Regions from separate parts of the Mus musculus genome. Here all the other regions are linked to region 2. The links are chromatin contacts, called in public HiChIP or PLAC-seq and promoter capture Hi-C maps. All regions are on one chromosome and are shown on one strand. The core of a region is the stretch at or near the end of the contact, and the rest is flanking DNA. Distances in the headings are between cores, read along the strand shown.

What was found. HiChIP or PLAC-seq counts read pairs in DNA pulled down with a chosen protein or histone mark. Capture Hi-C pulls out chosen DNA fragments and counts their contacts.
Region 1: a contact with region 2 is called in an HNF4G HiChIP or PLAC-seq map of pancreatic cancer cells. The contact joins the promoter of Nbl1 here to the promoter of Pla2g2e in region 2. A contact is called at or near these places in 7 of 484 Hi-C or Micro-C datasets (the AtT-20 cell line, the N1E-115 cell line, cerebral cortex and 3 more), 1 of 115 datasets of contacts at active chromatin or transcription factors (pancreatic cancer cells) and 1 of 9 other capture datasets (pancreatic islet).
Region 3: a promoter capture Hi-C map of adipose tissue shows a contact between it and region 2. The contact joins the promoter of Htr6 here to the promoter of Pla2g2e in region 2. A contact is called at or near these places in 7 of 39 promoter capture datasets (the C10 cell line, cranial neural crest, embryonic stem cells and 4 more), 2 of 15 datasets of contacts at CTCF or cohesin (embryonic stem cells and pro-B cells), 39 of 484 Hi-C or Micro-C datasets (the AtT-20 cell line, B cells, the CH12 cell line and 19 more), 6 of 115 datasets of contacts at active chromatin or transcription factors (bone marrow-derived macrophages, embryonic stem cells and pancreatic cancer cells) and 3 of 9 other capture datasets (adipose tissue, embryonic stem cells and pancreatic islet).

What each region holds. Positions count from the first base shown.
Region 1 is chr4:139,091,284-139,095,866 of GRCm38.p6, forward strand. It overlaps Nbl1 (NBL1, DAN family BMP antagonist), which reads right to left and starts at 1,687. Exons shown (of 4, transcript NM_008675.2): 1 at 1,544-1,687.
Region 2 is chr4:138,875,990-138,880,460 of GRCm38.p6, forward strand. Pla2g2e (phospholipase A2, group IIE) reads left to right here and starts at 1,953. Exons shown (of 5, transcript NM_012044.2): 1 at 1,953-2,083; 2 at 3,434-3,507; 3 at 4,362-4,471. The coding sequence starts at 3,468.
Region 3 is chr4:139,073,286-139,077,537 of GRCm38.p6, forward strand. It overlaps Htr6 (5-hydroxytryptamine (serotonin) receptor 6), which reads right to left and starts at 2,285. Exons shown (of 4, transcript NM_001377096.1): 1 at 2,148-2,285; 2 at 757-2,044. The coding sequence starts at 1,476.

The DNA of each region.
Region 1 (4,583 bases), core at 437-2,936, 220 kb after region 2:
CCCTATGCAAACAGTCAGGCCCCACAGACCCTTGATGCCCATAGACCAGAAAAAGTCTCCAAAACAAATGTATGCTAACTACCGGCTGCAGGGCAGAGCTACACATCTGCTCAACAGAAGTTCCCCTCAGACTTCACCAACAACCCTGCCCACCCCGCAGCCTCCGACCCCTGGGGTTGCCAGTAGGAGGAAGGAGCTGAAATTTCACTTTAAGGAGGCTGTACCTCTGGCTAAGATACAGCATCCACTCCCCTGTCTACCCCTCCAGCACACAGGCCCAGGAGAGAGGTCTGGCTTTTCAGGGAAGGGTGGAGAGGGGTGGGGGGTCACCAAGGAAACGCCCCGGCCTTGTCTCTTCTTTGGCTCTAAGTCAAGGCAAACCCGCCCAAATAGTTCCAGCATCCGTGGGAGTCTCAGGAGGCTGGCTGCTCAGTGACAAAGAGTGGGGGGCTGCCTGTTGACAACTTATTTCCCCACCCTCAGCCTGTGCCAATAGGCTGTTTTCCTGGGGTGTTCCGAGTTGCAGGCTGGTGGCTTCCAGCTGGGCAAGGCCTTGGAAAGCCTGGAAATGTGGCTTTCTCCCTTGATGCCTCCCAACTTCCCACCCCCACCCCCAGCCAGGCCAAGGCAAGCAGCTGCCCCCTTTAGTGACGCTTGTAAAAGATCATCGCCTGGCCCGGGAGCCAGAGCCGGCTGGAGGGCAGGTGGCCGGCAACAGAGCCCTGCGGTGAACACTGCCTCACTGGGGTGGAATGCTTACAAGGCTCTCCCCGCTGGAAACGCCAGCTAGCTCAGGCAGGCGGGCGCTCACGCTTGTTCTCTCTCCCTCTCTGCCCCTGCAAGTGGGGGTGGGTGACACCGGCCAGACTTTCGAGCAGGGAAGAAGAGGAATTGGGGTCTTTTGTAGTGCCAGAGGCACTCTCCACGAACCCAGCTGGGGGACCGCGCCTCAGAAGCTCCGGCAGGATGCTTTGATTTGGAGAGTGGAGGTCGGGAGGCTCTGCGCGACCGAGAGAAAACAGAGAGACAACACGAAAGTAGAGACACAAGCCCAGAGAAAGTGAAAATCGAGGCGAGAGGGACAGAATAAAAAAAGCACGGGGGAGAGGAAATGGAGCGATGGAGAGCCAGAAACCTGTGGATGGGAGACAGGGACCAAATGAGCAGCAGCTAAGAAGGGACCAGGATAGATCCAGAGGACGCGTGAGTCCAGTGTACCAGCGCTGCCCGGCGCCTGCCGGGCGACGCTCTCCCTCCTACTCTCAGTCCTGGCGGTGAAACTCCTACAAGAAACGGAGCCCCGGGGCGCGGCTGGCGACCGGCTCCGGACGCCGCCGGTGCCCCCTGGCCACCGGGGAGCCGCGCCCACGTCCCCAGCGCGGGCGATCGGAGGCGCCTGGCTGGCCGCCGGGCTGCGTAACACGAGGGTCGCGAGCTGGAGGGGAGCGGAGAGGGACTGCCGGACTCGGGGGACACTGCGGGTCGCCGGAGCAAAGGGGCTCCGGTTGCCCCGCTCCGGCATGCGGGCCCGGGCGAGACTTACCGCGCGCGGCGGCCGCGGGGAGCGCGGCGCGTCCTCCTGGGGGTCCTAGAAAGTGGGGTGCGAGCCGCGGGGGTCGCAGGCCCGGGGTCCTCGGGCTGGGGCGGCCCCGCGAGGCTCGGCTGGGCTGCGCTGCTGGCCGTCTGCGGCCCCGGGCGGGCGCGAGGCGCGGGGGAGCGGCGGGCCGAGCGCCTCCGACGTCAGGGTGTCTCAGCTCCAAATAGGGAGTGAGGGCGGGGGCAGCGGCGACGAGGGGAGGGACGCGCGGGCAGGGCGGGCGAGCGAGCGAGCGAGGGCCGCTCCCTCCACTCGTGAGCAGGGGCGCCCGAGCCATGGGCCCCGCTCCCCGACGGCCGGGACAGGGATGAAAGGGCACGAGCCAAGCGTCCGGCCGCTTCCCAGGCTTCGATTCCCCTCCGCCTGGCTTTTCTAGGCAGTCAGATCTTGCCAGGCCTTGGAGTGACAATAGTGGGTCTTTGGAACTCTTGGAGTGGGAGCCTGGCTTTGGACACGAGCTGAGTGTGGCGCTCCAACCTATTGGGGGTTCCAACACCCGGGATCCATCCTACGCTGTGCCTGTTCTTCCCTCGGGAGGTTGAGTTCTGATCTCCGCTGTGTCCTTGCCCCTTGACCTTCAGTTGCCTCCAAACAACTTAGCCGGAGCATCCAGAGAAAGGGCTGAGAGGCCAAAACACAGACTCACTAGGGCTCCTTGAAAAGAGGACAGCACGGTTCCCCTCAGGGAGAGGCTAGCTCTCTAAATCCAATAAGGTGGATTGCACTGGTGTAGCCTGGTCTATTGGTGTAAGAAGAGTGCTCTGGATTGGAGCTGTAGCTTAGTATAGCAGTGCTTTCCTAGCATGCAGGAAACCCCGACCTCCATCCCTAGCATCCTCTATACTGGGTCTAGTGGTGCCCACGCAAGGCCCACAGTCAACTAAAATAGCAAGTTCCAGGCCACCGTACAAAGAAGAGAAAGACGGTATTGGGGCGCCTTTGTTCCTTGAAGGTGATAGCCCACTGCACCATCAAACAAAATGTCCAGACTTAGAGACCTATCCGTATCAGTTACACACGCCTGAATGCACTCAGCCCTGCTCATCTGATGTCTCCAAGGTGCCAAGCATGGAGAGTGGGGAGTGGCAAGAAAGCCTCCTAGTGACTTAGTGGCCACACCATGGCTGCCCCAGGCGATCTGCTCTTCAATCCTAGCTGCTGTGCTGTTCTTCAGCCTAGAGTTTTCTGCCGCCCTTCGTCTCCCTTTCAATGCATCCTTCATCTACCAGGTGGAAAACTTTCCCAAGCTGCTCAGGTGACGTACACTTCCTCCTCCTCCAGGAGTGATCTTGCAGCCTGGGATACATATCTGCTCGTGCTAATCTCTCTTTATGATCTTCTCCATCGGCTCCCTGAGGGCAGAGCCCTTCATTTTGTTTCCGTGTTATCTCCCATTTAATAAATGCAGAGGGCCCAGAGACAACTTGAGTAGTTCATCAAAAAGTTATAAAGTGCAGAAGCTAAGGTTTGGCAGAACCCAGCCTTGCTACATTGTGGCATGTGTAGGCCATTTTACAGCCAAAGGTTGCCAGCCATCTCACTTCAGACCTTGGACAGGATAAGAGTGGATGTCTACATTCTGTAGATTCTGTAAGAGCCCAACCCATTCCCAGCAGACATGTAATCCCTACATTTGAAAGGTAGAGACTAAAGGGCCAGGAGTTCAAGACCAGCTTCTACTAGTTACATGCTGACCTGAGCAATGTGAGACCCTGACTCAAACAAAACAGGAGCTGATAAGATGGCTAAGTGAGTAAGGTCACTGACAACTGAGCCTAACAACGTGAGTCCAATCCCCAAGACCCATAAGATCGGAGAGAACTGACACCTGCAAGCTGACCTTTGACCCCCCCCCACATGTGTGCTATGGCACAAGTGTGAGCACAAACACACTCACACTAACTAACTACATAACTAACTAACTAACTAAATATATAAATAAATGTAATTTTGAAGCCAAGCAAATAGGAAAGGACTTACTCCCACCCTGTAGGAAGCTCTGTGGAGTAATATGCTTGTCAAATCACACATACAACCATTGGAGAAGGCTGGAATCCCAGCCAACACCCTTGGCAGGACAGTTCAGCACCCTCTCAAACACAGGAAGGTACCAGAGCAAATTAGACACCTAATCGAGGACATAGGATCTGAAGCTGAGTTATATCCCATAGTAGTGATGACAGGAAGCTTCAGTGTGGACAGAGGACCTGCCTAGGAAAGAACTCAGTATCTTTTAGCAGCTACTGTTTTATACCCAGCTAAGCAGTCTGTTGTATCTCATCTACTCTTTCCCATAATCCCCTTGCTCCCATTGTACTAGTGAGAACAGAAGTATCATTAGCCACCACCCCCACACAAGATTACATTAATAGTGGCTGACAAAGGCTAGATTTGATTGCACAGCCCATGGTGCTCACCACACACTCTTGGCTGCCTCAGAGCCCCTCCTGTTGAGATGATGCACCCCTGGGATCCAGGATAATGGGGCCCCAGCAGGAAAGGCAGAACCTGTCAAGTCAGAGTCTCCAAGCTCCAGGAGATACACCTGGTTGGCAGCACAGCTCCAGCTGCCCAGGCAGGCCTGGCTGGCACAGGGCATGGGCTCATGGCCAGAGCCTGCTGGCCCTGGGCCAGTCTCTTGGGGCCAAGGTAAAGTGGGGCCCAGAGCTAAGAGCTGAATGCCCCTCTCCCCAGCTCATTAGCAAACATCTGGGCTCAGGAAAATGACTGACCTGGAATGTGACTGAGCTGCCCCCTCGAGAGTCCCTGGGGAATGTGAGCTCCCTCCTGCAGGACATGGGGCTTCAGCCAGCTGTTTCCTCTAATCCTGTCAGCCTGGCCTCCTTGGGGGTCCAAACCTCTGCAATCTCATGGAGAAAGAAGAGTCAGAACAAGCCAAAAGCCTTCCTTCTTGCTCAGGCCCACAGCCTGAAAAACATCCACAGGACCCCTGTCAGCATGGTTAAGGAAGAGTCAGGCTCTCCCT
Region 2 (4,471 bases), core at 703-3,202:
GAAGCAGAGAGACAGAGACAGAGAGAGACACACAGAGAGACAGAGAGACACACACAGGGGGAGAATGAGAGAGAGAGAGAGAGAGAGAGAGAGAGAGAGAGAGAGAGAGAGAGAGAGAGAGAGAGAGAGGCTGGAGCTCCTTAAGACTCTAGGAAACATAGGAAGCCTGTGACAGGAAGTGAAGGATGACAGCTGGCTGGCAGCAGTGCTCACAGCTCTCTAGGGAACTTGTAAATCATAGCCTTTGATTTGATGGTGATGGTTGTATTGACTTCTAAACTAAAAGAGGGGGGGTATGTGTTCATGTGTGTGCTGTGTATGTGTGTATGCATGTATGTGTTGTACGAGTGTGCCTATGTGTGTGTCTGAGTATGTCTGTATGCATGTGTATGCGTATATAAGTATGTGTATGTGTGTACATGTGTGTGCATGTATATGCATGTATATGTGTATTGTACAAGTGTGTGTGCATGTGTGTATATGTGTGTTGTATAAGTGTGTACATGTGTGTGCACATGTGTGTATCCATGTGTGTGTTGTATGAGTATGTATGTATATATGTGTATACATGTATGTGCACATGTGTGTATGTGTGTGCATGTGTGTACACATGTATGTGTATGTGGCTGTGTGCACATGTATGTGTATGTGGGTACATGTACACATGTGTGTGCTTGTGTGTACATGTGTTGCATACCTGTACTCACAGGTATACACACCCATGAATGTGCATGAAGAGGCCAGAGGAAGACATTAGGTATCCTGCTCTCTCACTCTCTTATTCCCTTGAAACAGTCTCTCTCGATGAACACAGAGACAGCCAGCAGCCAGCAAGCCCCAGTCATCCTCCTGTCTCCATTCCCTAAAGCACTGAGGTTCCAGACATGTACAGCCACACGTGACTATTTATGTGGGTGTCGGGGATTTGAACCCAGGCCCTCACACTTATGCAGCAAACCGTCTCACCGACTGAGCCCAGCCCCCTGAAACCCCTTACTCTTTATTATTTTAGACATGTAGCCCAAGCTGGCCTTAAACTACTCCTACACACACAAAGATGACCTTTAGTTTCTGGCACTCTCGCCTCTGCCTGCTGAGCGCTGAGGTTCCAGATGGGCACCCACATACCCAGGTCACGCAGGGCAGGGCATCAGATCCAGGGCATCAGATCTGCCAAGCAAGCACTGCACCAACTAGGCTGCCTCTCCAGCTCCCCCAAAGATACAAATAAATACCAAGAGCAAGAAAATGGCACTGCAGTCTGAGCTCCTCAGTGTCTCACACATATCCATCCTGACCTCCATGTCAACCACTCCAGCTGCCACCCTGGAACCCCACCCTTCCATCCGACTATCAAGTAGAGACAGTGGTCCCATGAGTGTGCTGGAAGCATAGGCTCCCTGCATGCTTCCCCCCTCCCCCTGCCCAATATTGATTGGTTCCCCCTGAGGACAAGGCTGCCCACAAAAGGCCTTGCCATCTCATGTCTCCTTTGTCTGGCTTACAGCCCTAAAAAGTCAGTCTAATTATTTCCATTTTTATAGATGATTCAGGTCCTGACTTTGCTGTAATTTCTGCCACATTGCACAAGAGGTGTGAAGGCCCTAACACCAACACCCTTTCTGGAATGTCTGAACCTTTCTAAGTCCAGCTTCCACTAGCATTGCACTTCAATGGGGTAGCCTCCTCCAGGAAGCTAGCCCAGATTTCTCCAACATGATACAGCCCTATGGGAACATTCAGTGTCCCATCCTGCCCAGGTCAGGATTCAAAAGCAAACTGTCTCAGAATCCAGGCTCCTCTTGCGCTCCCTACTCCCAGGGACTAAACTTCGATGCCATGCTGTTGGGAGTCAGCTGTTCCTATGACTCATGGTTTGAGGCCTCGTGACCCAGGCCAGAAGCTAGGGACTGCCAGAAGAACTCTCATTAAAAATCAAAAGGAAATGGCAAGAAAAGAGACCTCTCTCAGTAGACGGTGACTCAGAGCTGCAGGGTGTACCAGGCAGGTGGACTTGGTCCCCATCACCTTTGCAACAGGGACAGAGCTTGCAGTACCCAGATGCCCCTGGGAGGTGGCAGAGGTAGGAGTGTGGTTTCAGGAAGTGGATGGGCAGGGTTGGATGTGGGGTTGAGGCCCTGTGTATAGCCTTGTTTACAACTCCCCTCCTGTGTTCAAAACCTTTCTTCCCCAGTCACATAGCCGAGGGAGTCGGGCTACTCAGAGCTCTCCTCCTGACTCTTCAGAGAAACTTCCCAGGGACAGGGCACTTTGGCCAGGGTGTCTAGATTCCTTCTCTTGAGACCCAGCCAAGTCCACAGAATGCAGACAGACCCCAGGCCCTCAGAGCAGCTGAGGCTTGAAGCTGGACAAGGGGTCATTAGTCACGTGCCCCAGGTGCCTCCTCCCATGAGAGTTTTTCCCGAGACTGGAAGAAAAATAGAGAAGAGAGAATTAGGCTTTATAATTGTGTTATTATAAAGTCAGACATAGTCCAGGCTGTATTAACATCATTCCTCTGATTTTATTTAAAAAACAAAAAACAAAAAACAAATCGTGGTCTGAGTAGCACAGCGCTCACCTACCCACCCCCGCCCTCAGCCCAAAGGGGCTAAGTTGGCCCTTGGTGAGCCCTTTAGGGCTGCCTGGGTCCACATTCCAGCTCCTTATTTACTGAGGTGTCTGTCTGTCTGTCTGTCTGTCTGTCTGTGTCAGTCCCCACCTCACCCCCTGTCGTGGGCTATGGAGGGTCTTTGGCCCTGTGTACACCCCTGTGGCCCTGCACATGCTCAGTGCGAGCCAGTTCTCATGAAGGAGGTGAGGCAGGATGCCCCTGTCTCTGTAACACAGACAGGAACACTGAGGTCCCAAGCAAGGGAAAGGGACTGCCCAGGGCCTCGTGCGTGATCCGTGGTGGAAACAGGATTCAGAAAGCCCTGGGTGTTGACAGAAGCAGATGGCCAAGTTATCTCAGTCACCAGTCATGAAGAGGGACGGTTGGGGAGGAACACTTCTGCACTGGAAACAGGACACACTCGGAACTTGGCTCCGAGAAAGCTTCAGTTTCTCCACAGCACTGGGCCTCATCCAATGGGTTGGTTACAAGGAAATGAACACAATAGGAAGCATAGGGGAAAAAATGGGGCACAGACCCCGGGAGCAAAGTTAGCAATTTAAGAGTGTGGGGGTCCAGAGAAGGTGGAACAGAAGGAAAGATGGCCACACGACTCTCCCATCCCTGTTTTCACACACCCTCGGAAGAGCCCCCCGGGGAACTGGCTGGCCCCTCCCCTGGGAACTTAGTCAAAGTGTCGGAATTATTGCATCACTGGGCACTCCAGGGTTAATGACGGGGGTGGACAGGCCCTGTGTATTTAACTAATTGGGAGGTGTCTGGAGATCAGAGGCCCCAGCTCACTTCCTCCCATTGCAGCAGGCTCCCATGCCCCCTGCCTACCTCCCCCAGGATGAAACCTCCCATTGCCCTGGCTTGCCTTTGCCTCCTGGGTAAGTGACTTTCATGACCTCTCTCCTCCTCTCCTCCCTCACCCCATACTCTGGATACCTGAGCAGGGCTCGCTAGAGGCCGCCCGCCTTCCCACCACCACCCACCTGGCCATCCTAAGGCTCCTGAGGCAGCACTGACTGGAAGAGAGGAAGGGCAGGGGAAAGGGCCCAGAAGAATGCAGTGGGAAAGGGTTTGAGAGCCATGGGATCCCCAGCCTGTGGGGATGAGTGCCTCCCCACCGCAGAATCAGAAGATTCTGGGACAGAGCTGCTGGGGAGACAGGGGCTGAGGGCTAGGGAGATTCAGATTTTCCTGAGAGACATGTAAAGAGTCAGTGTAGGGGTCCAGGATAGCATGAGGAAGTGAAGCGGAGTGGGGAACGTGGGATGGGTAGGAGACTGAGTTCGAATCCCCAAGACCTATGTAAAAGCTAGGCATTGAGACACACATCTGTAACCCCGGGGGCCGTGGAGGAGTGAATCTTGGCAGCTCGCTGGCTAGCCAGTCTAGCCAAATAGGCAAGGTTCACCGAGAGATTCTGTCTCAACAGTGAGGTAGAAAGTAAAGGAAACTGGTACCAACCACGGCTTCCATGGATATGCACGTGTGCGTGACACAGACACACACACACAAGCACACAGGTCGGGGGTGGCTACCTAGGGGATGGAAGCACAAAGCATGTTACTTTGTATCCTTGTTATTGATAGCTGGGTGCTTTGCAGTGGGGAGGTTTACTGAATCCTTGGGGAAATGTCTGGAGTCAGATCTTAAGGGGACTTCGGGATGGGTCCCTGGATGTGATGCTCACCGGCCATGTGGAACCTTGTGGCCTCTGCCGCCGCCGTTTCTGTAGTGCCCCTGGCTGGCGGGAACCTGGTCCAGTTTGGAGTGATGATTGAGAGAATGACGGGAAAGCCTGCCCTGCAGTACAATGACTATGGCTGCTATTGCGGTGTCGGTGGC
Region 3 (4,252 bases), core at 1,035-3,534, 200 kb after region 2:
GCCAGGCATGGCAGGGCACATGTATAGTACCAACAACTTGGGAGACAGATTCAGGGAGATCACAAGTTCAAGATCACCTTCAGCTACATAGGGAGCTTGGAGTCCACTGAAGCTACATGAGGCCTTCTTTCAAAGTAAGGCCCGAAATCTTGGCACAGAGTGAAACATGACAACTTTGAAGACTGTCCTCGGGGCCCTGAGGCTGGTGTAGGCAGAGAAGAAGAGGAGAGAGGGAAAGGGAGGGTAAGAGTTTGGCCTGGAAGGATCCTCAAGGGCCATAATTGAGGTGGGATTTTGCCTTGTGGAGAGCTAGGTGGGGTTTGTAGCAAGAAAGCAAATGGCCAACTTCTTTTCAGTCACTTTGGCTCTGGGAAAGTGAGCTCCCTGGTGAGAGGTGACAGTGGCTTAGACTAGGGATGGACAGCAAAGGCATGCTTATTTCGAAGACAGGACCAACAGGCCCAGAAAAAGGTGTGTGAATACGAGGGGAAGAGGGTGCTTTCTAAGTTCCCCAGATGTGATACAGGATGGGGCCCGTCACAGAGAAGCATGCCAGCTTCCTCCTCCATACCCAGCTCACCACAGCCCGCATATCCCACCACAGTCAGAGCTTGAAATTCATCCGAAAGCCATAGCCACCGGCCTTGGGGGATTAGCAACGACTGTTAACTATGAGGCAGTCACCCAGTGGTTTCCCAAGGGCGGTTTATTTCTCCCCATCCCGAAAGCCAGGTCTCCCAAACCCACCCCGGGTACCTGCAAGGTTTCCAAGGCCTGGCCAGCCGTAGCCGTGCCCGTGGTGAGCGAGGCCACTTGCACCGCCTGCTTGCGGGCAGCCAGCAAGATCCTGCAGTAGGTGAAGCAGATGGCACCCGAAGGCAGGAAAAAGGTGACGCCGGACGCCACGAGGACATAAGGCAGGCTGGCCAATAGGCGGCACTGGCCCGGGGCAGATGTTCGAGCTTTGCCCAGTTCATGCCAGCCCAGCAAGAGGGGCAGGAAGGAGGCCAGCGCGGCGAGGCTCCAGGCACCCAGGATGAGCGCCAGGGCACGCGGGGCTGTCATGCGCAGCTTGTAGCGCAGCGGCGAGAGGATGAGCAGGTAGCGGTCCAGGCTGATGAGGCAGAGGTTGAGAATGGAGGCGCTGCAGCACATCACGTCGAAGGCGGTCCAAAGCAGACAGAGGCCGCGAGCTAGCACCCAGCGCCCATACAGCGCGTTCAGCATGGCTGGGGGCATCACCACCAATCCCACCATCAGGTCCGACGTGAAGAGCGACACCAGGAAGAAGTTAGACGTGTTGCGCAGCGCGGGCTGCGTGCAGATGAGCGCGATCAGCAGCGAATTGGCGGCTGCCGTCAGCACGATGACCACGCACAGCGCAGCGGCCACCCAGCCGCTGCCCCCTGGGGCTGGCGGTGGCCCGGGGCCCCAGGCTGGGGTGCTACTGTTGACAGGGCCGGGCTCTGGAACCATGGGGACTAGGGTTGAGGACCAGGACAGGATATGGTGAATGCGGATACAGGGTGAAGCCAAAGGAAGAGAAAGCAAGATGGGTAAAAACTGCACCTCAGAGGAGTAGGTGGCAAAACAGGGTTCTTAGGTCACCGAGCAACCATTACAAGAGGTCGGGGAGAGATTGTAGGGGCGCCTCCTATGGCGGGGCCACCTGGAGTACTCGGGTAAGAAGTTTGGGGAGGGGTACCGATGCGCCGAGTCCATGAAAGTTGGGCTGGGGCTGGATGAGAGCCCTGGAATGGAATAGAGCCACCGGGGATGCCTAAGGATGGGGGTGGGGCTCCTGGCCAGAGGCACGGCTGGGGAGGTGGGAGCAGGAGGCGAACTCCCGCCTTCCGGTCGGGGCAGTCTCTCTGAGGAGGGTGGGCGTGTGAGTACGCTTGATCACGAGCTGTCGCGCGTGGGGGTCGCAATGGGGTGGCCCAAGAACAGGAGCGCAGCTCGGCGGCGGAAAGCAGGTCTCCTTTCTCCCCTAGGCACTGAAGGATCCCGGGTACCGGAGGCCGCGGACCGGGCCGGGCCAGACCTGGTGGGGGAGAGAGGGCTGGCAGAGGAGCGCAGCGCGGCGCGGCGCTCCGCCCTCCCGGCCGCGCCGGCTCGCCTGGCCGCCTCCCGCCCGCGCTCCCTACCTGGGCGCTCGCGGGTGATCCGCTGCCGGCGACTGCGGCAAGCGCCGCGGGGCTGGAGACTACAGGCAGCGGCTGGTGGCGCGGCGGGCATAGGGCTCCCGAGCCGGGGAGATGGTGCGCAGGAGCCCGCGACGCTTCAGCCACGCGCGGTCCCGGAGGCTCCGAGCGTGCGCCCCGCCCCGCCCCGCGGTGGGCGGGCAGAGTCGAGCCCCTCTTAGCTGGCGAGCGGGGTTGTGGTACCCTAGGCCTGGAGAAGGATGCTCCAAGCGCTCCCGGGCGCCCGCAGCCCCCACACCTTCGCCTGTGGCTCCCCTGCCCACATGTGGTGATGGCGCAGGCAGAAGTCAAGGAAGGGGGACGTGACCTGTATGTACCCGGAGACTGCTCCCCAATGGGGGTCGAGCCACTCACTGTAAGAATCACCGAGCTTTCAAGAGAAGTCAGCTGGGAAATACCGAGCAAGTCCTTTGAGATCCCTCTGAGCCTCAGCTGCTGGATCTATACAATGGGTAAATAATTTCTACCACACTTCACCTTTGGATCAACCCTGCCAGTTCTCTAACAACACTGAGTGATTTTGGTGAAGGTCCCCCTCCCTGACCTGTTGGCGCTCCAAGTCTCAGTGTGAGGGATTTGGGAATCTCCAAGCCATTGGAAGGGTAGTCACTGCAAACAGGGGTAGGGCCTAGCGCCTCCTAGTGATGACCAAGTTTTCTTCACACCTTGTAGGTACCAGGTACTGCTCTGGACCATCTATCTGGACACCACGACATTAGATGACGCTTCCCATCTGTGAACTTCCATTCTAGTGGAAGGAAATGGACAAGAAATGGGCAAAGGAAACGTAAAGTGGTCATTTCTATAGGAAAGGGGGGAGGAAGAAGAGGGAGGGGAGGAGGGAAAGGAGGAGGAGGAGAGAAAATGTACAGCAGTGTGAAGAGAACCTGACACGTATCTTTTTTGAAATGGAAATACCTCCCACTTAGAAGAGCCCACTGCGTTCATGGCCTTGGTTTGTCCTGGAATATCTCTACCCAGATTCCTACCCCCAACTATAAAGCCAGAATATACATGCCAGAAATATAAATACCAGGAAGAAGGTGTTACGCTGAGGCTCAGAGAGGTCAAGAGCCTCTACCGAGGTCTCCAGCACCAGGCAACCAAGGATCTGGTGGAACCGAGTTCCGCCAGGTGCTCAAGGCAGAAGGTGCTTAAGATGCCCGGTGTCCAAATCCGCAGATCAACGGTATCCACTCACACCCAAAGGTGGGTGAAGTCAGCCGCAGCACCCAAAAGACGGACCCTGTCTTTCACTCCACACTGTGAGGCCTGAGGAAACAGAAGGTCACCCCTGGATGGAGCGTCAGAGACCCACTTGCGATCCCAGCTCTGATGCTCAGTAGGTTCTGCGCATTCAGGGCCGGTGGCGGCTGATCCCTTGGCCTTCTTTTCTCTCCAGCCACAGTTAGCAGAATTCCGTGTCTGACTCACGGGGTGTCAGGGGAGATTAGATGACACTGTGTGCTCCAACAGCTTGACAGTCCTATGTCGGTGCTAGCTGTTGGCTTCTGTGTCTCTCACTGGCGTTTCATCCTGAGGTGCCTCTCATAGCCCTGGTGTGCCTAACACAGCAGCAGGAGATATGTTTGCAGCATGGGAATCAGGGCTTATCGTCATAATCTGTTACTTGATCTATAATGCTGGCAAAGGTTTCTCCTCCTCCTCCTCCTCCTCCTCCTCTTCCTCCTCCTCGTCCTCTTCTTCTTCTTCTTCTTCTTCTTCTTCTTCTTCTTCTTCTTCTTCTTCTTCTTCTTCTTCTTCTTCTTCTTCTTCTTCTTCTTCTTCTCCGTCTCCTTCTTCTTCTTCTTCTTTTATTTTTTCTCCTGCCTACGATTGTTTGCCTACATGTATGTCTGGTGCCTGTGGAGGCCAGAAGAGAGCATCGGATCCCCTGGGACTGGAGCTACAAATGGTTGTGAGCTGCCATGTGGGTGCTGGGAATTGAACACAGCTTCTCTGGAAAAGCAGCCAGTGTTCCTAACCACTGAGCCATCTCTGCAATCCTGTAGCAAAGGGTTTCTTTTGTTTTGGAATTGTGTGTGTGC